5 separate regions of the Mus musculus genome follow, and all the other regions are linked to region 4. The links are chromatin contacts, called in public HiChIP or PLAC-seq maps. All regions are on one chromosome and are shown on one strand. The core of a region is the stretch at or near the end of the contact, and the rest is flanking DNA. Distances in the headings are between cores, read along the strand shown.

The links. HiChIP or PLAC-seq counts read pairs in DNA pulled down with a chosen protein or histone mark.
Region 1: a contact with region 4 is called in an H3K27ac HiChIP or PLAC-seq map of extraembryonic endoderm stem cells. The contact joins two enhancer-like sites. A contact is called at or near these places in 8 of 39 promoter capture datasets (the 3T3-L1 cell line, the C10 cell line, the HPC-7 cell line and 4 more), 3 of 484 Hi-C or Micro-C datasets (embryonic stem cells and nephron progenitors), 1 of 115 datasets of contacts at active chromatin or transcription factors (extraembryonic endoderm stem cells) and 2 of 9 other capture datasets (adipose tissue and liver).
Region 2: a contact with region 4 is called in an H3K27ac HiChIP or PLAC-seq map of embryonic stem cells, with 5 read pairs. The contact joins the promoter of Dlx4 here to the enhancer-like site in region 4. A contact is called at or near these places in 3 of 39 promoter capture datasets (cranial neural crest and embryonic stem cells), 4 of 115 datasets of contacts at active chromatin or transcription factors (embryonic basal ganglia, embryonic stem cells and pancreatic cancer cells) and 4 of 9 other capture datasets (adipose tissue, liver, macrophages and 1 more).
Region 3: an H3K27ac HiChIP or PLAC-seq map of embryonic stem cells shows a contact between it and region 4, with 6 read pairs. The contact joins the promoter of Dlx3 here to the enhancer-like site in region 4. A contact is called at or near these places in 12 of 39 promoter capture datasets (the 3T3-L1 cell line, 3T3-L1-derived adipocytes, the SN4741 cell line and 7 more), 1 of 484 Hi-C or Micro-C datasets (embryonic fibroblasts), 24 of 115 datasets of contacts at active chromatin or transcription factors (CD8 T cells, bone marrow-derived macrophages, craniofacial prominence and 14 more) and 3 of 9 other capture datasets (adipose tissue, liver and pancreatic islet).
Region 5: an H3K27ac HiChIP or PLAC-seq map of extraembryonic endoderm stem cells shows a contact between it and region 4. The contact joins the promoter of Pdk2 here to the enhancer-like site in region 4. A contact is called at or near these places in 8 of 39 promoter capture datasets (the 3T3-L1 cell line, 3T3-L1-derived adipocytes, cranial neural crest and 4 more), 1 of 484 Hi-C or Micro-C datasets (CD4 T cells), 11 of 115 datasets of contacts at active chromatin or transcription factors (craniofacial prominence, embryonic basal ganglia, embryonic forebrain and 7 more) and 3 of 9 other capture datasets (adipose tissue, liver and pancreatic islet).

What each region holds. Positions count from the first base shown.
Region 1 is chr11:95,428,750-95,434,312 of GRCm38.p6, reverse strand. All of the region lies in intron 1 of Spop (speckle-type BTB/POZ protein), which reads right to left. Among named protein-coding and RNA genes, the nearest start is that of Spop, 17 kb to the right of the region's middle. Within about 2 kb of position 1,377, at least 24 of the 459 cell types and tissues checked have an H3K27ac peak or open chromatin away from gene starts, as enhancers often do. A contact at or near this core is called in extraembryonic endoderm stem cells, where this site is marked.
Region 2 is chr11:95,143,928-95,149,211 of GRCm38.p6, reverse strand. Dlx4 (distal-less homeobox 4) reads left to right here and starts at 3,411. Exons shown (of 3, transcript NM_007867.4): 1 at 3,411-4,016. The coding sequence starts at 3,731. It overlaps Dlx4os (distal-less homeobox 4, opposite strand), which reads right to left and starts at 4,159. Exons shown (of 3, transcript NR_040279.1): 1 at 3,938-4,159.
Region 3 is chr11:95,116,519-95,121,705 of GRCm38.p6, reverse strand. It overlaps Dlx3 (distal-less homeobox 3), which reads right to left and starts at 1,589. Exons shown (of 3, transcript NM_010055.4): 1 at 1,060-1,589. The coding sequence starts at 1,384.
Region 4 is chr11:95,271,081-95,276,192 of GRCm38.p6, reverse strand. Kat7 (K(lysine) acetyltransferase 7) reads left to right here. Exons shown (of 15, transcript NM_001195003.1): 15 at 306-4,340. The coding sequence ends at 407. Among named protein-coding and RNA genes, the nearest start is that of Tac4, 12 kb to the right of the region's middle. Within about 2 kb of position 2,327, at least 43 of the 459 cell types and tissues checked have an H3K27ac peak or open chromatin away from gene starts, as enhancers often do. A contact at or near this core is called in bone marrow-derived macrophages, embryonic stem cells, extraembryonic endoderm stem cells and 1 more, where this site is marked.
Region 5 is chr11:95,039,498-95,045,186 of GRCm38.p6, reverse strand. Pdk2 (pyruvate dehydrogenase kinase, isoenzyme 2) reads left to right here and starts at 3,816. Exons shown (of 11, transcript NM_133667.2): 1 at 3,816-4,048. The coding sequence starts at 3,931. Itga3 (integrin alpha 3) reads left to right here. Exons shown (of 26, transcript NM_013565.3): 26 at 1-712.

The sequences.
Region 1 (5,563 bases), core at 128-2,627, 160 kb before region 4:
GTTGGGAAGGTCACTCTTAAAGTAATTTACACAAAAATAACCCTTAATCTTTTTTTCTTGAAAAAGTGACTACACTGTTTCTAGTTTGTTTACAAATGAGCCATGGCTGTCTACTTTATCTTATGTTTCTATACTATACAACTTAAAATATACTAAAAATAAGAGCAGTCCTCTGAGATACAACATAGCTCTCAGAAAGCCTTTCAAGTACACCACAAATAACCTCTCCTCTCCAACTGGCTGCACTGTGGCCTCTCAGTCATCTCACTCACCTGCCTTTCTCAAATTGATTCACAGCACTCTGAAAGCTAAAAACATTCCTCTTCCTCTTATCACAATATTGCTTTTCTAGATCCAGGTCAAGTTCTACCTTGCCACCCCAGTTTACTCTGAATTCCAATCATACTTACAGTAAACTAAGTGCTACTTAGAACTCAGAGGCTGACAATTAACTAGAATGCCCAGAACTGTAATTCTTCTATAATGTCTCACTCAAATCTTAACATACCCCCTTTTTAAAGATTTTATGCATCTGAGTGATTGTCTGCATGTATATATATATATATATATATATATATATATATATGCACCACATTAAGCTAGGTACCAGGGGAGCAGAAGACGGTGCAAGTGCCCCTGGAATTAAAGTTATGAACAGCTGTAAGTCGCTATGTGGGTGCTGGGAATGAAAACCCAGGCCTTTGCAAGAGGAGCAAATGTTCTTAACTGCTGAGCCATCTTTCCAGTCTCACACATATCCTTTTGATAGAGATAATGACACCCAGGATAAGTGCTTAGGAAAAGATTAAAATCTGGGGATGAAGAGATGCCTCGGCAGTGAGCCTAGGCAGTAGGCACCTCTATCTACTGAGCCATAGCATGGGTCCCACTGCACAGGCTTTCACAAAGTAATGTCATTTGAGAAATCAATCCTAGGAAATCAGCCTATAAAGATTTATGCACAAGGATATCTATGACAGGATAATTTACAGATCAAAGTAGGGAAGAATGTTTAATTAATAGAGTTATGTATTCAGGGACTAGGGATATAACTCAGGTAGTCAAGTATTTGGTAGCATGCACAAAGCCCTGTGTTCTACTCTGAGAACCATATAAACCAGACATGACTGCACATGCCTGTACTCACAGAACTTGAGAGTTAGAGACAAAAGAATCAGAAGTTCAAATAATTCCTATTACCCAACAAGTGCCAAGCCAGTTCACACTACATGAGACCCTATCTCAAAAATATAAAACAAAAGCAAACAAAACCACCCTAACTAAACAAACACTAACAGATTATGTATCCATGCCTTAGATGCCTATGATTCCTTTGTTTGTGGTTTGTTTGTCTGTGTGTATGATTCTGTGTGTGCATATGTAGAAGCCAGATGAGGCTGTCAGGTCTTTTTGTCTGTCGTTCTTTGCTTCATTCCTTCAGACTGTGTCTGTCACTGACTCAGAAGGTCACTGGTTTCCCTTGGTTGACAGGCTAGCGAGCTCCCAAGATCACCTGTCTTCCCTTCCCAGTGCTGGGGCCACAGGCACAAATAACCTACTGACACTTTTGAACTCAGGCCCTCATGCTTACACAGGAAGCACGGCTCCTGCAAACCATCTCCTCGGCACGGTTTTTGTTTTCATTTGCAATATGATCTCATATGGCCTAGGCTAGCCTTAAGGTTCCTATATGGCTAATGCTGGTTTGAACTTACAATCCTCCTGCCTCCATCTCTCAATTGTTGAGCTTACAAGGGTGTGCCATTATACTCTGCTTTCCATGGAAATACTTTAAGAAATCATGTTTTCTTTTCACCAGCATAGAAAAAATTCTGTTTTTTTTTTGAAATTTTATTTTTATTTTGTGTGTATGAGTGGTTTCTGGCATGTAGATGCAGTGCCCATGGAAGCCAGAAGAGGGCACTGGATCCCCTGGGACTGGAGTTTCAGTTTTGAGCCACCATATGGATGCTGGCTATTGAACCCAGGTCCTCTAAAAGAATAGCCAGTGTTCTTTTGTTTTTTATTTTTTGCTTTTGGTTTTTCGAGACAGGGTTTCTCTGTGTAGCCCTGGCTGTCCTGGAACTCACCCTGTAGACCAGGCTGGCCTCGAACTCAGAAATCCGCCTGCCTCTGCCTCCCAAGTGCTGGGATTAAAGGCGTGCACCACCACCTCCGGCTATAGCCAGTGTTCTTAACAGTTAAGCCATCTCTCTAGCCTGGATATAGTGAATTTTTAAGGCACTTTTCTTTCTTTGAGATAGAGCTTCACTATGTAGCTCTAAATGGCCTCTTACTCACAAAAATCAGTCTCCCTCTGCCTTCCAAGTCCTAGAATTACAGGCATGTGTCAACGCACCTGGCTATAGAGGCAAATTTTAAAATAATTCAATTTTTGAAAAAATATCTTTACATAAATATATAATAATACACATGGACATTTAAAGAAATGTACAAAAAGAGACAATGTTGGACTTGTGAGATGGCTCAGTGGGTTAAAAACTTGATGATCTTAGCCACTGAAAGAAGAAAAGGGGGGCTAGAGACATGGCTCTGTGGTTATGAGTGTGTACTGCTCCCAACTGCCTGAAACTCAAGCTCCAGTGGGACCCAATGCCTCTGGCCTCTGAGATTCCCTGCACTCCTGTGAACAAACCCACAGACAGACACAATCCTACTTGTTCTAGCACTCCATCTGTTCTTACAGTAAGACGGGAGATAAGAAAGAGCCACCCAGAAGCTTGGGGACCAACGAGCCTAGAGTACACAGTGACAGAAACAGACAGACTCTGCCTCAGCCAAGTAGAAGATAAGACCTGATTCCTGAGAATTGTCCTTTAACCTCCACATATCCCCAGTGGCATGTGGCATTCACAGACTTGCACTTTACACAAAGAGTAACAAGCAAATGGTTTAGAAAAATGAAAATGCCAACTGTTGTTAATCCCATGGAATGAGTGTTAGGGTGATTTTTTTCCACTTTTACTTTTTTTTTCATGAATTATTTTATAATGAGAAAAAAGGAAAATGCTTTGATTATATAAAAATAGATTGGGGGGGTGGGGCTAGAGGCGGGCGAATTTCTGAGTTCAAGGCCAGCCTGTTCAACTACAGAGTGAGTTCCATGACAGCCAGGGCTACACAGAGAAACCCTGTCTCAAAACAAAAAAAAAACAAAAAAAAAAAACAAAAACCAAACAAACAAAAAGGTTTTTTTAAAAAATAATTCTTTAAGGACTTAAGGAATGATGAGGTAGCTCATGAAGAGCAGTAACCACTAACAGTATATCAAAGTTAGTTTAGCTTACTCCTCAGCTCCTTTCCTCTCCATGTGGTCCAATCTGGCTCTGTATTTACTATACAGCCAAGGATGCCCTTGAGCTCCTGATCTGCTTGCTCCTACATCTCACTTATGGGCATACATCACCACACCCAACTTATGTGGTATTGCAGGCAAACCCAGAGCTTCTGGCATGCCAGGCAAGCACTCTGCCAATTAAGGTACACACCCAGCTATCTTCTTCAATGTATTTCCAGAAGTTTCCAAAATAATTTAGAGTCGTTTTCACTGAAGGAAGGTTTTCACCTCTGCAGAATATATTTCCATAAACAGGATGGATGACCATGAGTCAAGCCAAATTCCAAAGGTTAACCATCACTTCCATCCCACTGCTTTGGCATCTCTGCTGGACAGACTTGAGTACTGGAGTACACGAAGACCATCATGCACTGTGCCTTTGTGTTGGCAGGCTTTTATCATCAGCAGCTTTCATAGCCATTCCATTTCAAATGTTCATTTGTACTACCATATATTAAAGAAGAAAAGACTAATTGTATTTATGTGTGTCTGAATGTATCATACCTGTAGGGGGCTGGATCCCTCAGAGCTGGAGTTACAGGTGTCTGTGAGATGCCTAAATTGTTTTGTAGAAACTGAGATCTGAAGTCCAGTTCTCATGATTGTGCTTCAAGCCCTCTTAATTACTGAACCATCTTCTCCTGCCCCTACTCCCACATTTTATTTTTGGAACTTTCTTCATTCCTCAGATACTAACTTCTGAAGAATCAAGATGAAGAAAAAAAAATTAAAAGCTACAAGGGAAGAATTAACTGGGAATCCTAGAACTACAGGAAAAAAGACAGTACATCTCAAATATGGTGACCAAATGGAAGTACATTATACAAAAAGCAGCCAAGGACACATAACAGACACCCTAACACATCAAAACTGGATGTGGATGTTACCATTTTTATAAATCTTGGTGAATCATTTTTATACAAATGAATTTTTTTCATGGAAATGGACTGTGTTTTGAACTTCATTTGCCCTTCCAAAACTCAGAGCAAAAACCCCCACCTACCTACTACTAGGATGCTTCTACTAAATGTTAATACATCTAAAACCAACCACTTCCTAAGCCAGCTCCTTCTGACTTTTATAACTGCTAACAGACCCACCATTCATCCAAGCTTGACATTCCAAAGCCATCTTCAATTCCTTGTCCAGTGTCCACCTTTACTGAATATCATCCCACAGGTCCTCAGATCTCCAACCTACTTCCTGTTCGCTCCAGCCAACACCATCCTGATTCGCATTACCACCACACTTCTTGTTCAGATAACTGCGAGAGGCTAACTAGTTCCCACACTCCAAGATCTTTATCCATCAAATTTGTCTTGTATAAGATGTCATTTAGACACAGTAAAGACCATCAATAAGCATATGGTATTACCTTAGTGTCTGATTTCACTTGAAGCTCCACTCATATATCTGCCTACTTAACATATGTATACTTAGCCTCATTCACATACCAAATTTGACATGTCTAAAACTGAACTACTGATTTCTGATCTTCCGTCTAAATTCCACACCTACTCCCATTCCTCTTTATCTTTCACTCTCAACTCAGTAAGTGACACCTCTACCCATCTAGTTTCTTGAGCCAGAAACCTGGAATCATTCATGACATTTCCTTTCCTGCAACCCCCACATTCAATCTATAATTAAATGGATTCTTCCTTGACATACTTCTCAAACACAGTCACTTCTCTCCCTCTTCTCTGCCACAGTCCTACCTGCAAAGATTTCTGCACAGGCATAGTGCAGGAATTAGAACTCTTGCAGGGTCTCTGGGCCGGCTATCCTAACAAAGAGCACTGTAAGAACTAGGCTTCATTTCTACTTTGTCTCTTGCTCACTTAAGTCTAGCCATGCTGGCCTCCTTACTGAATCTCTGAGCACACCAGACACAGCATGCCTCCTAGCTTTTGCCCCTGCTCGTCTCTTTGACCTCCAACAGACATTTTCTTAAAAATTATCTATTCAGAGATTTCAAGAGGGCCTCTCTAAGTAGACCTAGGATTACAACCCAATATTCCCCATCCCTTCTTTATCTCCACAGTTTTCCTCCTAGCATCTTCTACCTAAATTTCTCTTTCCCTTCTCTGCCAATCAAAGTTCTACAACTTTGATTTTTGATTCCTAGGACCTACATGGTGGAAGGAGAGACCCGCCTTCTCCAAACTGTCCTCTGACCTCCACACACACATGTGCAAACTAACT
Region 2 (5,284 bases), core at 2,162-4,661, 130 kb after region 4:
CCCTCCCTCCCTTCCTTCCTCTCCTTCTTTTCTGTTTCATGTTCTTGGATTCTGGATTCTGTTTTCTGTTCTTAGATTCTTGCAAACCACCATACAGCAAACACCAGAGGGCTGGAATCGCAGTCCTGCTCCCTCCTCTCCCGGAGCATTCTGGTAGGAACTGGCTGATCAGGCCAGCTACACGGAGGCTGTGCTGGGGAGGGAACCCGGGATTTGCCTGTCTCTGTTCTCACCAAGCACTGCCTTCCCTGGCTCACAGCCACTGCTTCTACTTTTCCTGTGGTTGAGAGGCTGATGTTGTGTTGGGGTGGGGGATGCCTAAGAGGATGCCTAGGTGTGCCAGCAAGTGCTTGGGTTCCTCATACCTCATGCTGACGGTGCAGTGAGGCTGGTGATGTTGGAGGGAGACAAACGGTAACTACCGTTCACAGCAGGGTTCTTGTGAGGATGCGCCGGAGCGTATGAATTCTGCAGGGTTACCGCAGAAGGACAGGTCCAACTTTCTTTCAGGATGCTCCTGAGCACACAGGGAAGCTCAGAGGAGGCCTTCACCAGGGACCCTGCTTTGGATGTGATCCAAAGAGTCTACCAGGACACTCACCTCTGCCCTTCCTCCAGCAGGGGCCCAGCACTGAAAGGATTCTGGTTACCTGCCCCCCCCCCCCCCGGAAGTGTCTCCCATCATCCTCTCCATTCACGCTAGAAAGCAAATCTGCCCTCACAGCCAGCCCTGCCTCAAAGCACATCTTCTTGCTTTGAATCTTACAGCGTGAGAGAGAAGCCATCCCTGGAAACACCACAGCAGACTCCCTTCTAAAGAACAGCACAGCCAGGCTGTGGTGGCACGTGCGCCTTTCATCCCTGCACCCGGGAGGCAGAGATAGGTGGATCTCTGAGTTCAGTTCCAGGTCAGCCTGGTCTAGTTCCAGGGTAGCCAGGGCTAAACAGAGAGACCCTGTCTTGAAAGATTGAAAGAGCAGAACAGTGCTAGAGACAGAAAGACTTGGAAAGCAACATCTTCAGCTGCTCATCGCCCCAGCTCTAAGGAGGAAGGCATACTGAAACCCAGGGAAAGGTGGTCTCACATCAAAAGAACATTTCCCTACCAAACAAACTCACACCTTCCCCCAGCCAACCAGACAAAGAGGATCTCCTACAGAGCCCCCTAATCTGAGCTCCAGGATCACGGGGTAGAGACCTCTATGGCAGTGGCCAGCAGGTATTTTCCTGGAGAAATTAATTTCTGTGCAATTGGAGAGGGGGGTGTAAAAGCAAATTAGTTTTCTCCTGTCTGTGAGTTTCAACAGTCCTGATATACAGTGCCTAGAAATGTCTCTTTCTGTTTACTTATTTTTTTATGTGTATGGGTGTTCTGTCTGGGTACTATGCATCTGCCTGGTGATCAGAGAGGCCAGAAGAGGTTCTCAGATCTTCTGGAACTGGAATGGCATATGGTTGTGAACCTCCATGTGGGCGCTGGGAATTGAACAGGAAGAAGCAGTCAGTGTTCTTAACCATGGAGCTATCTCTCCAGCCCCAGACTTTGTCTATTTTAGAAGGCCTACATCTGCTCTGAGACCAGGGCCTTCATCCACTCCTTGCCATTTCTTCTAATAGCTGTCTGTCCTCTTTCATCTACCTAACACCCCAAGATTGCCACTTTTACTCTGAGCCCTGGTGTGTGTGTGTGCGCGCGCGCGTGTGTGCAAGCATAAAGATGGCATGTGTAACAGAGGGATCGAGTGTGTAGGTTTTCTAGGGAATCTGTGAGGACTTCTGGAATAGGAGATAACGCTGGGTAGTGATGGTGTTTGCCTTTGTCTTTAATCCCAGCGAGGGAGGCAGGAGGCAGGAGGCAGGAGGCAGGAGGCAGGAGGCAGGAGGCAGGAGGCAGGAGGCAGGAGGCAGGAGGCAGGAGGCAGGAGGCAGGAGGCAGGAGGCAGGAGGCAGGAGGCAGGAGGCAGGAGGCAGGAGGCAGGAGGCAGATCTCTGAGTTCCAGGCCAGCCTGGTCTACAGAATGAGTTCTGGACAGCCAGCACTACACAGAGAAATCCTGTCTTAGAAAATCAAACCAAACCAAAAGAATTGTCTCTCTCATTTTGCAAAGCAGCTTAGATGTGTGGGAAAGGGTAGCCCACACATGAGCATATATGTTCACGTTTGGACAGCCTTATTTCTGAGAAGGAAAATTAGTGATTTGACTTGTAATATACAAGCATATGTGCCAGGTAAGCACAATGTGTTTTAAATAAAAATATTACATTTATTTATGTTTGGGTTATGCGTATGTGTGAAGATCCATGCATAACAGAGCCCACATATGGAGCTCAAGAGACTAGCTCTTGGGAGTTTGTTTTTTCTTCCATTATATGGTCCTGGGGACTCCAACTCAGATGGTCAGGCTTGGTGGCAACCTAATTGCTCTTCATCTCTTGTCTGCTGAGCCATCTCATCCACCTCAATCCTGTGCTTTTATTCAAAGAGTTGCCCATGGTTGGGGATGCAGCTGTATATACACCACACCTTAAAGTCTGTGTTTGCCGGTCCATAAATGAGCCTCTTTTCGTAGAGGGATATTGGTATGTAACAATATATGTTGGATGAAGACTCTATGTATTTTTGTGCACGTGGCAACAGATGCTTGCATACATGGTGTTCATTAAGGCCTCCTGTCCTGCTAAGAGACAGGTCCCGAACACAGTCTGGAAGTACAATGGAGTTAGCCATATTTTCTGTGCCCTCCCAGGAGCCATCAAACTAGATTCATCCCCACTCCCAGATTTTGCCCCAGTTCCTGGGAGGCTACATTTTGCAGAGTGCCAGAAAAGGCGGGGCTCGGTACAGGCGAATCCCAGACAGCAGATTCCCTCCAGCAGCCTCAAGGGCCTGCAGGAGCTGTGGTGTCGCAACTAAACCGGGGCCCCTGCCGGAAGCGGAAGCTTGCATTGGGGGTGGTGAGGCGCAGTGGCGGCGGTCGCGGCGTGCCAGGCTCTGGGCGCTCGGCGGGGGCGTGCGCGCCACGCGCGTGCGGGGCAGGCTGGGCGCCAGGCGGCACCCTCCAGGCCCCAGCGTCTGTTTACCAACAAACTGCCATCGCTCTGCAGCTACGCATTCCGACGCGCTGAATAAGCGGCCGGCGCTGGCTAGCTGCTTTTTCCACTCCCTCGCAGAGCCCTGGCAGCGTGGGGCCATGCAGACCCGCGCGACGCGCACACAGGTTCTGAGTCTCCAAAGCGTCTCTAGTTACCGCGCAGCTTCCCTCGTCCCCTAGCCATCCCAGGCCCAATTTCCTAGCACCTTGAACATCGTTACTGAGACTTCCTGACTCTACCGATTCCCCAGGAACTCGGAGTTGATGCAGGGATGTGGGGTCCGGAGCTCGCATCCCTCCCGTTTCCCGGTGCACGCTAACACGAGGGGTGGGGGGCGGGCTCAGCTTGAGGTCACCAAGGAATAGCCAATCCGGGGTGTCTAAGTGGGCGGGGGACCCCTGGGGTCCCGGGAACCGAACCCAGAGGAAAAGATGGGGAAGGGTAAAACCACGGGGTACCCCAAAAAACCCTTTCCCGGGTGCGAGTTCTCTGCCGGAAGAGGCTCAGAGAGACATTTTTCCAGGCATCTGAAGTGTAAGAGTGGCTTGCTGGAGCTGGAGACTTTGAAAGGAGCTGGCAGAAAGAGTAGACAGCGTGCGGGCCATGACCTAGGCCCTGTGGCCCGGCACCGGCCGCAATGACCTCTTTACCCTGTCCCCTTCCTGACCGTGGTGCCTCCAACGTTGTCTTCCCGGACCTCGCCCCCGCCCTGTCGGTAGTGGCTGCTTACCCGCTCGGACTATCCCCGGGAACCGCAGCTTCTCCCGATTTGTCCTACTCCCAGTCCTACGGCCACCCCCGGTCCTATTCCCACCCTGGGCCGGCAACCCCAGGAGACTCCTACCTGCCCCGCCAGCAACAATTGGTGGCGCCATCTCAGCCCTTTCACAGGCCGGCTGAACACCCGCAGGAGCTCGAAGCAGGTAAGTGTGACCGCGGCGGCTCTCCTCACCTCTGGGGTCTGGGTTGTCTTTGCATAAATTTCGCGTTCTTCTGCTTGCGCGCAACTAGAGGGATTCAAACGCTTCTCTCTCCGATACCCAGGAATCTGCGGTAGGGGGAGGGCGAAGGATGGGGGAGGAGCGGAGGCAAGTTGATCTAGGTCTCCTTTTTAAATTCGACCTGGTTTCGATTTGCAGTTTTGAAAAGCCAGGCGGGAGGGCTCCCTACCCCACCCCCTGGAGCAGTGGAGCTGTGTGAGTACCTGTGTAACGGAAATTTGCCCTAATCCAGATGGAGAGGTGGAGATCTAACCCCTTCCCTGTGATTCTCCTCATCCTTCACTCCGTTCCGACATCATCCCTTTTGAGTTCTGGTCTCAGAAACCAGTATATAAATCAAACACTACTAAACAGAAATCAGTTTCCAGTTGGAGATAGGTAGACAACTAGGCTGGGTTCCTTCTCCTTTCCTGGGCCCCACCCCCTTTTCCTGGAGGTGCCTATACCCTGCAGGATCTGGGTATAAGACCCCCACCAACTGTTGCTCAAATAATAAACTTACAGGCTGGTCTACCAGTCTCCAGCTCTTTCCCTGGCCTCCTCTGCCTTGTGCCTAAGACATCTTTACCATCTCCACCTTTAACTTTGGGATACATTAGACCCAGCTTCGGTTGCCTGCAGCAAATCTGAGCTCCACTGGAAGGCTTCGGTGAAGACAGGGGAGCAGCTGGCCTTCCTAGCTCCGACCTATGCACAGCCCAACTGACAGACCCTGGCTGGCAGTACGAGGATGCTCTCCATAGACCCACTGACTCCTTGAACATCAAAATGGTCCAATTGTTCTTGGCATAGTCCTCGAAGATGCGCAAGTCTGTGATGTGACTTCACATAATCAGCCCCAAACCAAGATGTTTCTCTCCTTTTCCCTGGTCATTCTGGCATAAATTCATGACACATACACCCCCAACCAAAACCACATTAGAATAGAGGCTCACATTCCTTGTTCTATGGTTGGAGAAACTGAGATAGAAGGAATGCATATAGATAGATCCAGGACACAACTTTTTTTTCCAGGCTCCTGGACCAGGGCAAGTTCACTTTCCTCAATGGACGGAGCCAGGAAAGGGGACTTTAGGAACTTCTCAGGACCCCAGAAAGTTAACAGCTTTCTGGAGCAGAGTGGGGGTGGGCCTGCTAGGTTGCTGGGTCTCCTTGGAGGAGGGACAGTCCGTCTGAGTGGCAGAGTTTTG
Region 3 (5,187 bases), core at 340-2,839, 150 kb after region 4:
GTAGGGGAAAAACACCAGTTTAGTCTCAGCCTGCGACCACCGCGTTCTCCAAGATTTCCCACCGTCGGACGCCGCACCCTCCGGCCCACTGATCTCCCCGGGACTTCTTGGAGGAGCGTAGTGCCGCCCGCGCCCGGGGAGGAACCGCAGCGACCCAGCCGGACCGGCGGCCGCCCACGACGCGGCGCTCCCAGCTCGGCACCCGGGGCCTCGGAGCGCCGACTCCGGCGCCAGCAACCGACTGGGCGAGGACCGCGCGGCTCGCTCACGACGCCTTCCCGGCTCAGCCACTCTTCTCTGGTGACCCACCTAGCCGCGGTGGCGTCTCCCACTTCTTGTCCCCCCTCCTCCCCATCTCCTTTTAATACGCTTTCTAGTTCAGGATCATTTGTTTCAGGAAAAAATTTGCAAGGACAGTACAAGCGTTTTCTCTGTCTCTTTTCCCTTTCTCTCTGTTTTCTTTTTCTTCCTTCCCTCTTCTTTCCTCCTTTTTCTTTCTTTCCTCCCCGCCCTTTCTTCATTTCCTCTGTTGCTTTCTGCTGTGCGCTTTATCTTACCGCCCCCCCCACATTTCTTTCTCGCCGTCCCCACTTCTCTCTCCGCATCTCTACTTCCCAGTCTCTCCTCCATTTCTGGGACTTCTTTGGGTCTTTCTCCACAAGCCTTTCACTACTCCGGGTTTCCCCTGACGGCATCCAAAAGAAGGGCCCTGGAACCTCCAGTCCTCGCTGACTCCCCTCCAGCTCTCGGCGACCGTCTTTCGTCTCCGGCTCAAGTGCCAGCGGGATGGCAGCATTGAAGGCCCCCATGATCACTCAGAAGGAGCTCCCGGTGGCTCCAGCTGCCCTGGAATCTCCAAGAGACCGCGGCGCACAGTGCGCGCCTCTTCGGAGTGTCGTTCACCCCTCTGGAGGTCATCTAACCCGGTCTCCTCTAATCTCCAACGCTTCCATTTCTTAACCTCGAGTTTCCCTAGATTTCAGCTCCTATTCCCAGACTTCCTCTTGCTTGGGAACCTTAGAGTCCCTCGCACCCTCTCCACAACCCGGGCATCCTCACCTGGGTCCTGGGCAGGCAAAGGCTGCTCCCGGTACGCTCCGTACTGCCTATAGGATCCCCCGTAGGTATATTCCGACTTGGGCGAGTAAGCGCCGGTGCCTGCGAGCCCATTGAGATTGAACTGGTGGTGGTAGGTGTAGGGGTTCACCGTCTGGCCGTAGGGCTGGCCCGAGTAGTAGTCATGCTGAGGAGCGCTGTAATAGCCCAGGTCAGTGACTGTAGATTCGGGCAGGGTGGGCGAGTCCTTGGAGCCCGCATGGCAGCTGAGCGAGCTGGAGATGTCGGTGAGGATGCTGCTGAGCTTGCGATCGAAGGAGCCGCTCATGCTGGCGAGCGCCGCAACACCCCGGGCCTCCTCCGAGGAGCGCCGAACGGGCGGAGGAGCCCAGGTGGGGGTGTGTGTCCAGAGGGCGAGGGCAGGACGCGGTCGCGTCTGGGGGAGGGGGTGGCCGAGGGGCGCTTAGACCATCGCCGGCTGTCGGTCAGTCGCTGCGTGCCTCTCTCCGCGTCCCAAGCCACAGTCAAATGCTGCCAGCTCCGCCCGGCCAGCCGGTTATAGACTCAATGTTGGAGTCGCCGAGGGAGGCTCCTGCGCGCTGATTGGCTGCAAGTCTTGCCTTCGAGGCAAAACACGCTCGCGCTTTCTCACTGGCTCCCCCAACCCTCTCAACCCTCTTTGTTGTTACCCCTAATACACACACACACACACACACACACACACACACACACACACACACTCCCCCCAGCGCCACTGTGTTCCTCCTATGCTCTACCTCCGATAAATCCCCCAAATGTGCGGAGGGGTTGGCTGTGCGGAGCCCCCAGGATCTACTAATCGGTCTGTTTTAGTGGCCAGGGGTGGGCTTAGGTGAGATGAGGAAGGAGGGGAATTTACCCATTGGGTGTTTGTGGAAGGAGGTGGTCCTTAATGATGTATGTGTGGTCTATGCAAATGACAGACAGAAAGTGGCAAAGACCCAGGGTCCATGAAAATATTTTGATCACTTTTAAAATTGGAAAAAAAGGTTGGACTATATAAATATATTATATTTTTGTTTTGTTTTGTTTTGTTTTTTGTTGTTTTTTTTCGAGACAGGGTTTCTCCGTATGGCCCTGGCTTAATATGTTATCTTAATGACACTGCAGATGTGAAATATAAAATTTTAAATTCTGAAGGAAGAGTCTCACCAAGCAAGAACACCTTGGGCCTGCAAGTCCCTACTGGAGCAAGGCTGTATGGATTTAGGGGCTGCTTTAGAAGACAGAGGTACCCCCAGCTATATGTGTGCCCTTTCATGAATGGAAGAGCCACGAGGCAGTCAGTCCCTATGAGGCTGGCTTTCTGTGTTCTTCAGGAAGTCTGGAGGCAGGGTCCACTCAGTCTGGGACAGCTCTTAGGAGCACAGACTTTGTTAGGGGTGAAAGATCTATGTTACATCTTCCGCAAAATACACAAAATACAGTGTGTGCAAGAGTGCCCGTGAGAACCTGTGTGCATGAGAGTGTGTCTCTGTATGTAGTGTGAGGCAGTGGAAGTGTAGGGTCCTGAATGACCGACCTGTGAGCTGGGTATGCCCAAATGTGCATAGATACATGCTCAGATCCATCTATCTCCAATAGACAGGAGCCATGTACTTCACTCAATTTCTTCTGTCCATGGAGGCCCCAATGAAGATGTTTCTCACCTTGGAGCAATCTCCAACCCCCCTAGTCTTGTCTGGCTCTCAAAGTCCAGTTCCCGGGTAATATTTACTGTTCTGGGTGCCAATCTCATTTCTCTATTGCATCTCCACTTCTGCTCCCAAACCTATCCTTGGAGGAAGGAGGCTTCTCCCAATTTTAATTCTTATTTCCCCCTCCATCCCCAGGCCTTCCCTACACACCTCGAACCTTCTATTTCCCCTGCCTTTGCCTAGCCAGGACACAGTGCCAGCGCACCACCTCGTGGTTTTCCGGAGTTCTGCAACTTGCCTTAAGGCTGCATTAAGGAGGAGGTAAGCAGGCAGACAGGAAAGGGGTCTCATTCTGCTTAGATTGTTTAGGGGCCGCAGTCAAATGTTTCGATGTTAAACTCAGACACAGGATGCTGAACCTGGAAAAACGTAGAGTTGGCTGGGCAGAGGACCTAGGTCGGGGAGCAGTGACAGGAGTAGGTGACCGCCTGGCCTGGGCCGCCCCAGGAGGCCGCCGCGTGGGAAAGGTGGGGGCGGGGGCGGGAGAGGGGAACGCTATCTGTCTGTCTATCTGAGCGTCCCCCCAGCTCCTATCGCCCGCCGCTGCGAGCTCGTGGCGGGACGAGTTGCCACCCGCTCTGGATGCCCTCTGTTCTTCTGCCAAGAGGGCGCCCAAGGAGCCCGGGGCGTTGGGGGCAGGAAGGGCATTGGGCTGCCGGTTCCCCTCCCAGGATGCAAGCGGGGGCGGCGGGGAGGGCCTGTTTTGGAGCCCCCAGCTGCCCACAGGGAAGGGACAGCGTCGGGCAAACCCTGTCTCGGGAGTTCGTTCATTCATTCATTTGGAGTAGCAGGTGATTCGGAGACGCCCCAGTCTCTCCTCACCCTACCTGGGCCTGGCTGGGTTGAGCACAGGAGCCTTGGGGTAATAGTGAGTTATTTTAGGGTAATTTCCAAGGTCTGTTGTGCTCTAGAAGCGGACTGAAATCACAACAGTAACGTAAAGAAACATTTAAGGCCGGGCATGGCAGCGTATGCCTTTAACACTAGTACTCGGGAGGCAAAGGGAAGTGGATGTCTGTGTGTTCGAGGCCAACCTGGTCTACAGAGCTAGTTCTAGGATAGCTAAGGTTACACAAAGAAACCCTGTCTCGGAGAAGGGGGTGGGGGAAGAATTATTTAAAAATTGTTTGTGTGACTAACACTTTGTTGCACAGTGTGCTGGAGACTGCCTACCCCATTCACCATAATCCTTCAGATACCTAAGATAGTCTTTGGGAAATGTTTGTTGAGTGACTAAATAAGAGGACCTGAATTCCCTTGACCCAGAGGCCAGGCTGAGGCTGAGGCACAGTTGATGGAAGGCCTGAAGCAGGCACAGGACTCATTCTCAATGGAAATGAGTTCAGAGTTGTTCCTGAAGGGTCCCTACGACCAGCAGGAAGCTCCCTTCCACCAACAGCTGGGTGAGAGCTGGGTGGAGAGGCAGCCAGAAGATGCAGCAGGACTGGTGTCACCCACTGGACCTCATCTGGTCCAGCAAGATGAGCAAGTGTCAGCTAGCCAGAGTCCTGCTCCTGAAGGAGGGGTGAAGCAAGGCAGCTGGTGACCTCTAGGAGGCTGGCAAGAGTGAAGGACGCTGGTTGGTGTCCAGGTCAAGGTCTGTTGCACGGAGAAGAGGTGCCTGCTGATGGCCCTGGTCCTTGGAGACAAGGTGTCAGGCCGAGTGGGCACTGTTCATAAGGAACCAGCAGAGGGATGACGCTCAGGAAAAGAATGGAACCAGGAGTGTAGGCAGGCTTGCTTTCTTCCTTGCCTGGGGAACTGGCGCCATCTAGTGGCCATAAGAAGGTCATGTCTGACTCTCCGGAAGGCTGGAAATCAGCCTCTTGTAGCAAACAGTTTAATGGTCCCCATAACTCTTTGGTTTCCAGCTCCTTCTCTGTTCTCCCATCTATGTTTGGTCAGTGACTTCTCTTTTTGGTTTTTCTGCTTTCAAGTTAAAAGAGCAGTTTACACATATCTTTCCAGAGTCTCATTCAGGCACAGTGTTGGTAGAGCCTCTGTGGTGTGTCCATGTCTTGGGTGCTGATGAGCTGATCTTCAAGACAGCCATAATGTCCTCTTCATGGGGCCCAACTTCCATCATGGGACGTGGGCACTCTGAGGACTGGTTTCACTATGGTGTGGTGGGTGATGGGGTGGGGGTTGTATGTGCTGCCATGGTAGAGGCCAGACCTTTCATAGGCCAGAGGGCATCTGAAGCAAGACCTGCAGGAAGTGTGGCGTTTGGTCTATAAAAACAGGGCTGTTGGGTGGGTAGGGGAGTCAGGGGGAGTGTATGGGGGACTTTTGGGATAGCATTGGAAATGTAAATGAGGAAAATACCTAATTAAAAAAAACCAGGGCTGTTGGCAAAGAGTGGTTCTTGGTTGCTGGAAAAGGCTGTGCAAAGTCT
Region 4 (5,112 bases), core at 1,078-3,577:
CATCTCGGGGAGTCCTCATAAGTCCTAGGACTGCTGTTTTGTGAAATGGCACCTCAGCTTAGGTCCATTTTGAATTTTTTTTTTAGTTACCTACACATCATAAGCATAAATGAATAATGATTTCAGTTCTCATTGAAGACAGAATAGGAATATAAAGAGGAAACTTTGCAAATCTAAAAATAATAACATCTTGTACTTTAAGTATGTTATTAGGACTTAGGTGAATCTGTTGCTAGTCATTTTGGAATCTTTTTTAAAGCGTATTGGTTGCATGTGTATAATGGTTGCTTCCTTATTCTTCACAGGACCTGATAGATGAGTGGATAGCCAAAGAGGCCAAAAGGTCCAACTCCAACAAAACCATGGATCCAAGCTGCTTAAAATGGACCCCTCCCAAGGGCACTTAAAGTGACCTATCATTCCGAGCCAGCGAGCCCCAGCAGTAGGAATCCGTACCCTAGGGATCTGTCTGTCATTTCTGTTGCTCTTGTGATTGGCAAGTACAGTATCCTTTGGGAAGGCCACCCCCTCAGCACTGTTCTGGCTCCAGCCTTCGTGTACACTGCAGACACTAGTTCTGAGGAACTGTTGTTTCGGCCTCAGTGAGGTTGCCTGGACGGATCTGTATGAGGCTCGAGTACAGATCCCTCATAGCACTGACCCAAGGAGTTGTGTTATGGTACTGTACCTGTCCAGTCACTGGTTCCCACCTCATGCTTTTTAACTCCGAGGTTTGTTGTGTCCTGACCTTTGTGCTAGTGCTTTTTCCTGCCTGGATAGCAGACCTCCAAACATGGTTGCCACCAAAGGGCCCTTTCCAGTTACTTCTAACACATTCTTCATGAAGGGGTGGGCAAGAGGCAGCGCCTGTGCGTGTCTGCTGGGAGGGTCCGCTCACCATGGGTTTCATCTCGCAGTCACTCATTTTTCTCCCTTTTTGTCAAAAGACTTACTACCTTTGATCAGGATCAGGCTGCCCAGAGCTAGGAACGCCTGGCATTTCCCAGGGGTTCACAGGCCTGGTCCATCTGCGTGAGATGGTGAAGCCTAAGAGGTGGTCCCATGCTTTCCTTTGTATTTACTTGTGGACACTGGGGCAGCATTGTGTAGAAGGAAATGAGGAATTCTTTGCCACAGCAGAAAATGCCCCCACTTTTTTTTCTGCCCCCTTTTATGTTGGTAGTTGCCAAAATATTTTAACAGTCTTTTTTCATACATTAAATGACCACCCTGTGGATCTTTCCACACCTGCCTCTGCCAGTCTGGTGTAGGGCAGCTCTACTTTCCACACAAGTTGCACTGATCTTGTCCAGAGCTTCCTGGGAGAAGTGGAAACTGGTTGAAATGCTTGTGTTTCTCAGCCCATGACTCAGCAAGACAGGGTGGCCACTCTGCTACGGTTTGCTTCGCTCTCAACAGTGCCTCCCTCCCCCAGCAGACTGAAGTGCTTCTGTCTAAGAACTAAGTCCATTCCCTTTCGGGACTTGCCACCATCATCCTGTTCTCTGGGTTCCTATTTTTGGTGGTGTTAAGTGAAGGAAGAAGTGTTCCCTCTAATTTCTCCCTGTCCCAGTATATAACCTGCTATCTTGGGGCAGCTTTTGATGTCTGACATGTCACCCTTCCCAAGTTGGTCTCTTCCAACACTGCTGTCTTCACGTGGCACCCTCTTACCACAACCCTAACTCTGGTCATTTGTGCCTTTCTCTTGTCATCTCTGTACACTACTAATATTCACTGTGGGTTGGGGAGCTGATTTTAAGCATGTTCAGTGGCTCCCCTCCAGTTTCAGTGTAACTGTTAAAATGTATCCAAAAGCCACTTCACTGGGGGTTTTCTTAAGGGGTAAAGGCCTTTTACAGATGCTGAGCCCTCCCCACATGTGGCAGAATGTGCTCTTCTGTATCTACTCAATAAAGCATGTTCTCTGCTCATGTCTGACTGCTCTGAAGCTTGTTTATATGGGAATGGTGTGATTGGCTCAGCACAGTGTTAGCCCTGGGGTTTGGAGCTATGGATTGTTTTCCCCTGTGAAGCAGGTTGTTGACAGAGTGAGTGTTTTCTCTGAACTCACAAGCGGTAAAACAAATTGAGTCTGCCTCCCTTTGGCTCCAGGAAGTCGCTGTGCGCAACAGCAGCTAGCTAGTGTAATTTCATTCATCTGCCTCTGGTTTGGGGCCTTGTCAAGGAACCACTGGGAAGTTAGGGTGGGTTGGGGATGCCATGGAAGCTTGTAGGAGGCAGAACAATGCATTCCTTTCCTCTAAGCGTGCTCACCAGTATCAAGCCAGGCCCTGTCTAATCATCATCCAGCCCAGGTTGTGCCTCTGGAAGTAGCTGCAGTTGTTGCTTGTGTTTGCCCAGGCAGGACCAGCGGGGCGGGGCATTGTCGTCTGGGTGTGGAAAGGGAGCTGTGTTTGCTGGGCTACTTTTGCTCACTGGCAAGGCCTCTTACTGGAGTCGGAAAATGCAGTGGAGAAAAATAACTGCCCTTCTGTTGATCTTAGACCAGGGTTTGCTCAAGTCTCTGTGTTGGAACCATTTGCAGCAGAGGGAGATTTTGTTCTCTCAGTTTGAAGAGTGGAGATGGGTAACATGGACGGTAAGAATTGAATGCCAGGGAGGGAGAGATGATGGTTGCACAGTCCTGATCCTGTCGTTGCTGGGTCTGGTTAGCCACTCAGTGGAGGCTAACTTCATTTGTGTGTGGCAGCCTCATGTGCGCTCAGCACTACTTCCTTTGTCCTTTGTATTAGCTGCGTGCAGCCTGCTCGCACTGGTTATACAGAAGGAAACCTGCATCCTACCGCAACTGTGAACCAAGAAGCCAGAATGCTCATTGTACTCTGTTGTACTTGAGAATCTGTACCACTTCTGCCATTGCCTTCCCCAGCCAGCTTCAGTTCCCTGGTGTTTCTGCTCATTCTTTCCCTTCGAGGCAGATACACGCTGTTAGAAACCGTCATGTTTCTAGAGCAGCGCTTCTCGGCGTGTAGATGTCAATGAGCCTTTCCCAGGGTTGCCTAAGACCACCCGGAATATAGATTATTATATCATGATCCTGAATGAAAGCCTTGCTTCTCTTGCCTCCAAAACACGTGGTGCAGCCTGGTCTCTTATTTCTCATGGGAATAGTGAGCCCTGATGAGTCATTTCTAGTAGTGTAGTATGTATGTAGTATGTACAGTGTAGTATGTATGTAGTATGTATGCAGTATGTGTAGTGTAGTATGTATGTAGTATGTATGCACTTTGTAGAGCAGAGATGCTTCCTACTTGGTCTTGGCTGTCATCAGGCCCTGTACTTCGTTCTGGTTGTATGGCTGGGATTAGGGACTGCTGGAATGGACCTATCTGTCAGGCTGGTTGCTCTAGATCAAGGTTGGGGCTGTGGAGCATCATAAAATCTGTAGATGAAAGTGGAGCACAGTTTGCTTGTGGCACACATATATCCCTTCTGGAACATAAAACCAATGGAATCAGCATTTTGATTGCCCTTGCAAGGGTAGTTAGTGTGTCTATTCTTATAGCAGGTTCAAGCAGCAGAGCTCTGAGCCACCTTCTCCCTCCCCTGTTTGCTTCTGGCCTTTGTGAAGCTGAAAAGACTCATTAGGATTAATTTTTGTTGTACCTATGCAAATATGCACACATTTATTTACAGTCCAGGAAATTGCCTTTGGAATCTCCAGGGATGAGCATCCTAGAGCCTGGTTTGAGACGCCTCAGTAGTAAAGCAGGAAGCACATTCTGGCTTCGCTGCTCTTACTCGGGACTCTGAACTGGTTTCTGGAATGTGCTGGGATGCAAAGAACCAAATCCAATGAGTGATGAAGTATGAAGGAGGTCTGGCTCACCGGCTGCCGGAGCCTCATAGGGTTTGCATGGGAAGACCTTTGCTAAATAATGGCATGTAGTCTATGCTAGGAATTGGCTCTAACCTGGTTTTGCTTCAGGTCTTTTGGCCTCAGGCTTGCAAATGACTGCCTCTCCCAGACTGATGGGGGCACTGTACTTGCTCACTTCCTCTGTGGTATCTTCAGCAATGCCAGTGAGTGTCACTGAACTATCGACAAGACTCAGCGGTGAGGAAAATGTCCGACACCCCCCCCCCCCCCAAGCAAAGTCACTATTTGTCCCTTCCCTCTCGTGCAGTGCCTTCAGTACACGTTTGGACTCCTGGCTTTGTTTACTCATGCATAGAACTAGAGAAAATAACCTGGTCTGTTGATGGCTTTGGCTCCCTGGTGCCTCCCAAGCCTTCCCCGTGAGTTGAACACTTTCTTCTTGACAAGTTACCTGCTAATAAAGGGCCATTTCTGGAAATGGCTTACCTTGGACTTCCTCTGTGTCACGAGTTGTTGGAAGCTCGTCTCTTATCTCACAGTCTACAATGTGCTAGAATCTGCTGCATATTGAATCCGTATGTGAGGCTGTTTGTGAGTAGCTTACTCCCCCCCCCCTCGCCCCCCAACTGTGTGCCAGACTTGGGATTTTCAGTGGTAGAAAGTTGGAGAAGCTGGGGCTGGAGAGGTGGCTCAGTAAGTCCTGGCTGCTCTTCCAGAGGACCTAGATTCAATTCGCAACAACCACATAGCATCTTTACACAGACATACATGCAGACAAAACACCAATGCACATAAAAATGATAAAGGGTAAGCCGGGCATGGTGACACACGCCTTTAATCCCAGCACTCGGGAGGCTGAGGCAGGTGGATTTCTGAGTTCAAGGCCAGCCTGGTCTACAAAGTGAGTTCCAGGACAGCCAGGGCTATACCGAGAAACCCTGTCTCGAAAAACCAAAAAAAGAGAAAGGTTATAGAAACAATAGTTTGGTGCTTGTAGACCAGAAGCAGGAGCTGACCTGCAGTGTGGGGAGAGAACATTGTCTCACCTCATAGCTGTGTGGAGATGGAGAGGGGAGATTGCTGGGAGTGCAGCTGGGCGGATGATGCCTGGCTAGGAACCTTTACAGAGAAACTGGCCTGGCCATGCACAACAGGCAGTGGAGTGGAGGCAGTGGAGTGCAGGTATCAGGAGCTTGGGGAACATGGCAGGTGCGCAGAAGTGAGCTTTCAGCCCTCTTAAAGGCTGTCAGGGCCTTCAAGTCCCCAGT
Region 5 (5,689 bases), core at 2,567-5,066, 230 kb after region 4:
GCGGAGGAGACAGTCAGGCTCAGCTGCAATTCCTGCCAGGCACTGGAGCGCAGGGCTACACTAAAGGCTACCCAGGGGATGTTCTTACGACCTGCGTGCTCAGACGCAAGAGCAATGAACTAGAAAGCAGGTCGCCGGAATGGGCTTTATGGGTGCATCTCTAAAATCGTGGCTACAGAGAGAGCTGGCAAGAAACGCAGCCCGAAGGAACAAAGAGAGACCGTGGGCAGCCTGGACGCACACACTGTGCTGGGACTGACCTGGAGCATGGCGGCATCCTTCAGAGAGCAGGGTCCTGGCGCAGCAGACATTGGTAGGATGAAGAGGAGAGACTTCTGATCCATCCTGACCACCTCAGCCTGGGCAAGGCCTGGAGATCCCCACGAGACCACGTGGGGTGTGATACTTGAATGTAGCATGGCAGGGGAGGGCCCAGCCCCTGCCCCAGTTGGCCAGACTTAACTCTGCTCCCTTGACCACAGAGATGAGATTCTGAGCTGCCTGTGGCTTTCTTCCCCTCCCCCAGGGGCTGCATCCCCATTCTAGCAGTGGAGGCTGATTTCCCAGGTCCTCTCCCCATCCCGGTCCACAGGCAGGCCCACTCCCCAGCTCTGTCCCCTCCACCCCACGGTACTATAACAACTTCCCCGATCCTGTGCCTTCTTTGTATATGGGCTTCTCACTAAAATAAATAAACTGTTCCCAGTTTGTACTGCTGTGTCTGCTCCTACCTGCCCCCGCCCCAACGCCCCTCGTCCTGACCAATCTCCGTTCAGTCTGGAGGGGTAATACCCTTCCCTAGCTGGTCCCTTGGCGATGGACCTAGCACCCCACAGCAAGCCACACATGAGAGATTTTGATTCAAGCACAGAGTTCACGGAAATCCAGTTTTAGGGAGAGCGCCATACATGGGGGAGTGCTTTCTTTACCTGTCAGAGTTGTGGCCTGTTCCTGCTGGGTTCATTCTAACATCAAACGCTCCTGGCCTGGATTTGGGGAGGGAGGGAGGGAGGGAGGGAGGGACGGAGGGAGGGAGGGAGGGAAGGAGGGAGGGAGGGGAGTTGAGAACAGACCTGACGCACCCCCAGCTGATCTCAAATTATGTGGATCAGGATGGTCTTGAACTCATCCTCTCCCGTGATAGGGTATCAGGTTTCTTGAACTCATCCTCTCCCGTGCTAGGTCCATCATCAGGTTTGACCCAAGCTGACTTTAGGAAGGGAGAGAGGGGGCAGGGGGAGGAAGAGAGGTCCCATCCAATTGGCCTGGCCCTTGAAAGTACACCCTCTGTGCTACCCGCCACCTCTAATTGTTAGGCTGGTCGATGTCTAGCGATCCTCCCTCACAGACCTGAAGCCTCTCTGCCAACCTCACTTCCTTTCTTCTGTCTGTCTGCTCTACTACATGCCAGGCTGTGTGTTCAGCACTGCAAATAAAGCAACGACTAGGTCAGACACAACCCGTGTCCTCCTTAAACTAAAGTCCAGTGGGGAAGACCCACGAATCAGCAGTTAGCCCACTTTGTGAGAAGCTCTCATGTCATCCTAAGATCAGGAGAGGCACGTAGGGAGCCCAGCCCAGCCCAGGAGCTCAGCAAAAGGACATGGCTAAGCAGCCAAGACCTGAAGAATAGGTACAGGAGGTTGAGAAGAACGATCCAGAACCCCACCCCCACCCCACCACCTCTCCAAGTAAAAAGAGATAGCATTGTCAGTGGTTTAAAGATTAGAGGCTGGGGCAAGGCGGCAGGTAGATGGAGTTGGGAGTTGTTGAGCCTGGCAATCTGAAAAGATGAAGCTAAGGAATGGAGCCAAAGTGGATACTGGGATAACTGGAAAGGCTCCAGTAAGAGGTGGAAAGGTGGACCAGGAGAAATGGCTCAGCAGTTAAGAGTACTTACTGTGTGTGCTTTTGCACAGGCCCTGGGCTGCGTTCCCAGCATCTACACCAGCTTCGTAACCGCCTGTAACTCCAATTCCAGGCAAGCAGATGCCCTCCAGCCCCACAGACACCTATGTGCTGTGGTATGCAAAAACTCACTTGGGTGCACACACATACAGATTATAAATAGATCCTTTAAAAAATTTTTTTTGGGTTTTTTTTTGTTTTGTTTTTTGTTTTTTTTTTTAAAGACAGGGTTTCTCTGTGTAGCCCTGGCTGTCCTGGAACTCATTCTGTAGACCAGACTGGCCTTAGACTCTGAGATCCTCCTGCCTCTGCCTGGGATTAAAGGTATACACCGATACTTTTTTTTTTTTCAAGTGAAAAGGCTCTGTGTGTTGGAACCAACCAGGCCAGATTTGTAGTTGAGAATGCTTGCTAATTCTGTTTTCCTGCCTATAAAATGGAGGAAACGATATAATAATCCAGCAAGCAGTGCCTGGCCCACAGCATTACGCTTTCCAAGGTGAACTCTTGTTTTGTGTTGGCTACAGTTAAACTGTTATAACTTGCAGTGTGTGTGTGTGTGGGGTGGGGGGGTTGAGGATCAAACCCATAGTCTTGCATATTCTAGGAAAACACTCTATTACTGAGTTACTACCAGCTCAAACCCACCTTCTCTACCTTTTGGAGAAAAGATCTTACTAAATTACCCAGGCTGGACTTAAACTCACACTGCCTCAGGTGGGCCTTGGACAGATCTCCTCCTGCCTCAGCCTCCAAGAGGAGCACCAGGACTTCCTAAAGGCCAAACCTCAATCCTGTCTGTGCTTCACAGGGCCATAGTAAAGGCCGGGAAACCACTGGATAATCAATAGTAATGAACCTAGGAAGGCCCAGAGAGTGGGGCACATACCAAGTTTTACCAAAAGAGGGCGCATGACATTTCTCAGGGAAGAGGCAGGGAACTGCTAGGAAGACTGGGCTGGGCTCCCAAGCCGCTAACCACTAAGATGCCTTAGCTCCTGGGGACTCGCAATAAGGAAGCCAGCGGCACAGACAGTTGCTCGTCTCGGGTTAGGTGCACAGAAGGTTACCTTCTTAGGTGGTTGTGCAAGACGCGCAAGGTTTTATGCTCAGTCAAATGAGCGAGGTAATAATAAAATGGAACTTAACTAAAATTAGCACTGACCATAGCTCCTGCTCCCGCCTCTGCCAGTCCTAAGGGGGTTTGGCTCTGGCTGTTTTTGTTGTTGTTTTCCAAGTACCAGAGATCAATACAGGGCTTCATGCATACTGAGCAAGTGCCATGCCTTCTGAGCTACATTCCCACCCTGATATCGGATCTTTTTCGAAAGAGAGAGAGAGAGAGAGAGAGAGACCTTTTCTTGGGCTTTTTGGATATTTATGGAAGTCAGCGGGTTGCACGCATATAGGATAGCTTAGTATAAGCTCGCATACTGGTTTCGGATTTTGCAAGTGTTCATTCTGGGTCCATCATAGGAGTGAGAAACCACTGTGAGCCCCTATAGCAGAGCAGGTAAGCAGGTTGTCAGGTCAAACAGGTGCCTTTAGGAAAGGGACAGGGCAGGGAAGGGAGGTTTTAAAGAAGGAGACAGGGGAAAGAACCAGGGAAAGTAGAACGTCAAACGAAGGGTTAGCGGGACTCTGGGGAAGAAAGGGTTAACTCGGGGCTGGCCCCCAAGAAGTGTAGTTGGCGACAGGAGGCGGGACTTGAGCACAGCCCAGGAAAACAACAGGCCGTCTCCAGCACCTTCACGGTTAAGGAGGTGGGCCTCGAGGAGAGCCACGTGTCGAAGCGCAAGGCTATTGGTTCTCCCAGAGTTGTTTGTGCGCGCCCATTGGCGACGTCGGGGCGCCGGGACAAGCCGATTGGCTAGGCGTTGGAGGCATCGCCAGGGCAAGGGTAGGGAGGAGGCGGCCGAAGCCCGTCTCCCGGCTAAGCTGGGCCGAGCTGACGGCCGGTGCCAGCGCCTCCAGCCCCGGGACAGCAGCGAGATCCAAGCCCGAGCCGCAGGCGCCGTCGCCATGCGCTGGGTCCGGGCGCTGTTGAAGAATGCGTCCCTGGCAGGGGCACCCAAGTACATCGAGCACTTCAGCAAGTTCTCCCCGTCCCCGTTGTCCATGAAGCAGTTTCTAGACTTCGGTACGGAGTCGGCGTAGGCGGGCACCGGGGGCTGTGGGCGCGGGGAAGGAGACCCTGGCAATGAGAGGTTAACATCGGAGGAAGAGGTCCTGGGTGGTAGGAGGGTTGGCTTGGAAGAGTATGGACAGGAATGGGTAAACGGCGAGGCCAACCTGGCTGCCCACAAAGAGTTAAGAGTGCCCCCTTCACAGTTAACTAAGAATGGGGGCGCGGAGAAAGCGTTGCGAGGGATCGTGGAGAGTAAGAGACAGTGAGGGCATAGGACCCTATCCAGACATGATAGAGTTAGTGGGAGATCCCGGCCACTGAGAGTGGGCAGCCAAGAGTAAACAGGAGACGTGCTGTTGGAGTGCTAAGGAGATTCAGCCATCTGGAAGACCTGTGCTGTGCACGAAGGGCGGGGTACTTCTGAACAGAGCAAGGGAGAAAAGCCAGGGCAGGTGGGAAGGGGGCCCCTTGAAGTAGGAGGTGCTAACAGGGGAACTCCCCTGACTGGTGAGCCTCCACCCACTGCAGCTGCCCACTGGGCAAGGACACTTGAAGATCAAATCTGTTCTGACCTGGCAGCGGTTCCTAGCTGGGCAGAGCCCAACTTACCATGAGGTAGTCAGGTGGCTTTCACCCTCCTATGGCTACCCCTGGGTTTCTGAAGATCACCCACTCGGTGTTCTGAGGGTGGAGGTGGCTTTGGGGCAGGAGAAAGCTTTGCGGAGTGGAGGATGGAGACGTTGTGTGGCCCCCATCTGTCTGCAAGGTATTCCCTGGTGCCAGCTGGTGTAGGGAGTGGACCCAGGTCTCTCAAGAGTTGGCTGTGTCACAGGCAGGAGGACAGGAAGATGGCCGACAGGACTTGGGCACCTGTTTTCCAGGATATGCCTTGTTACTCCCTGTTCAGTTGGAGTTGTGAGCTTTGCTTGTGTAGGAAATCCTCCAGGGCCCACTCCAAGTCCCCGCCAAATGAATGCCACAGCTAGAAGGGACTTGGCCGTAGTTCGGTCCACCTATCTGGGGAAAACTGCTGATGATATACAGTAAGTTACAGAAGCATCGCCTGCTGTTGATCCTAGGTCTCCTGTCTCTAGCTGACACAGCTCATTCCTCTACTGCCTGTTAATCTTGACCCTGGACCAAGGTCCCCATTTGCCTCACAGATGGTCATTAACATGGCCAATTCTACATTGGCATTCATCTGTCTCCTCAGCCTAGATGAGATGGCCTGCCTCAGGGATAATGCTGAGTTCCTACAGTCCTGGGAACCTAGTCCTAGCACCCCATGGAGAAAAGGATTTCTTAGGTGCCTCTGCACCCTGGGCTAGCCCCCTGTGATGAGTGCCCACCTAGAGAGATGGAAAGGAAAGTGAGGTGAATCACGCCAGAACAGTTCAGAGTCAGCCCCGGGAACATCTTGTTTCCCTGGTTAACAAACAGGGTTTTCACTGAGGGTCAGTGGGTGATACACTCTGTTCCTAAATTGACATCCACGTGGTAGGATGTCTGGGGAAAACTCAAGCATCGCAAGGCTAGGAGGGCTACCTTGCTGTGTGCCACAGATAGGTCCCATGGTCATTTCAGCCTGCCCAGTTTCCACATGGGTGACTGTCCCCATGGTTTGCAGCTATTGATTGACCGACCCCTCTGTCA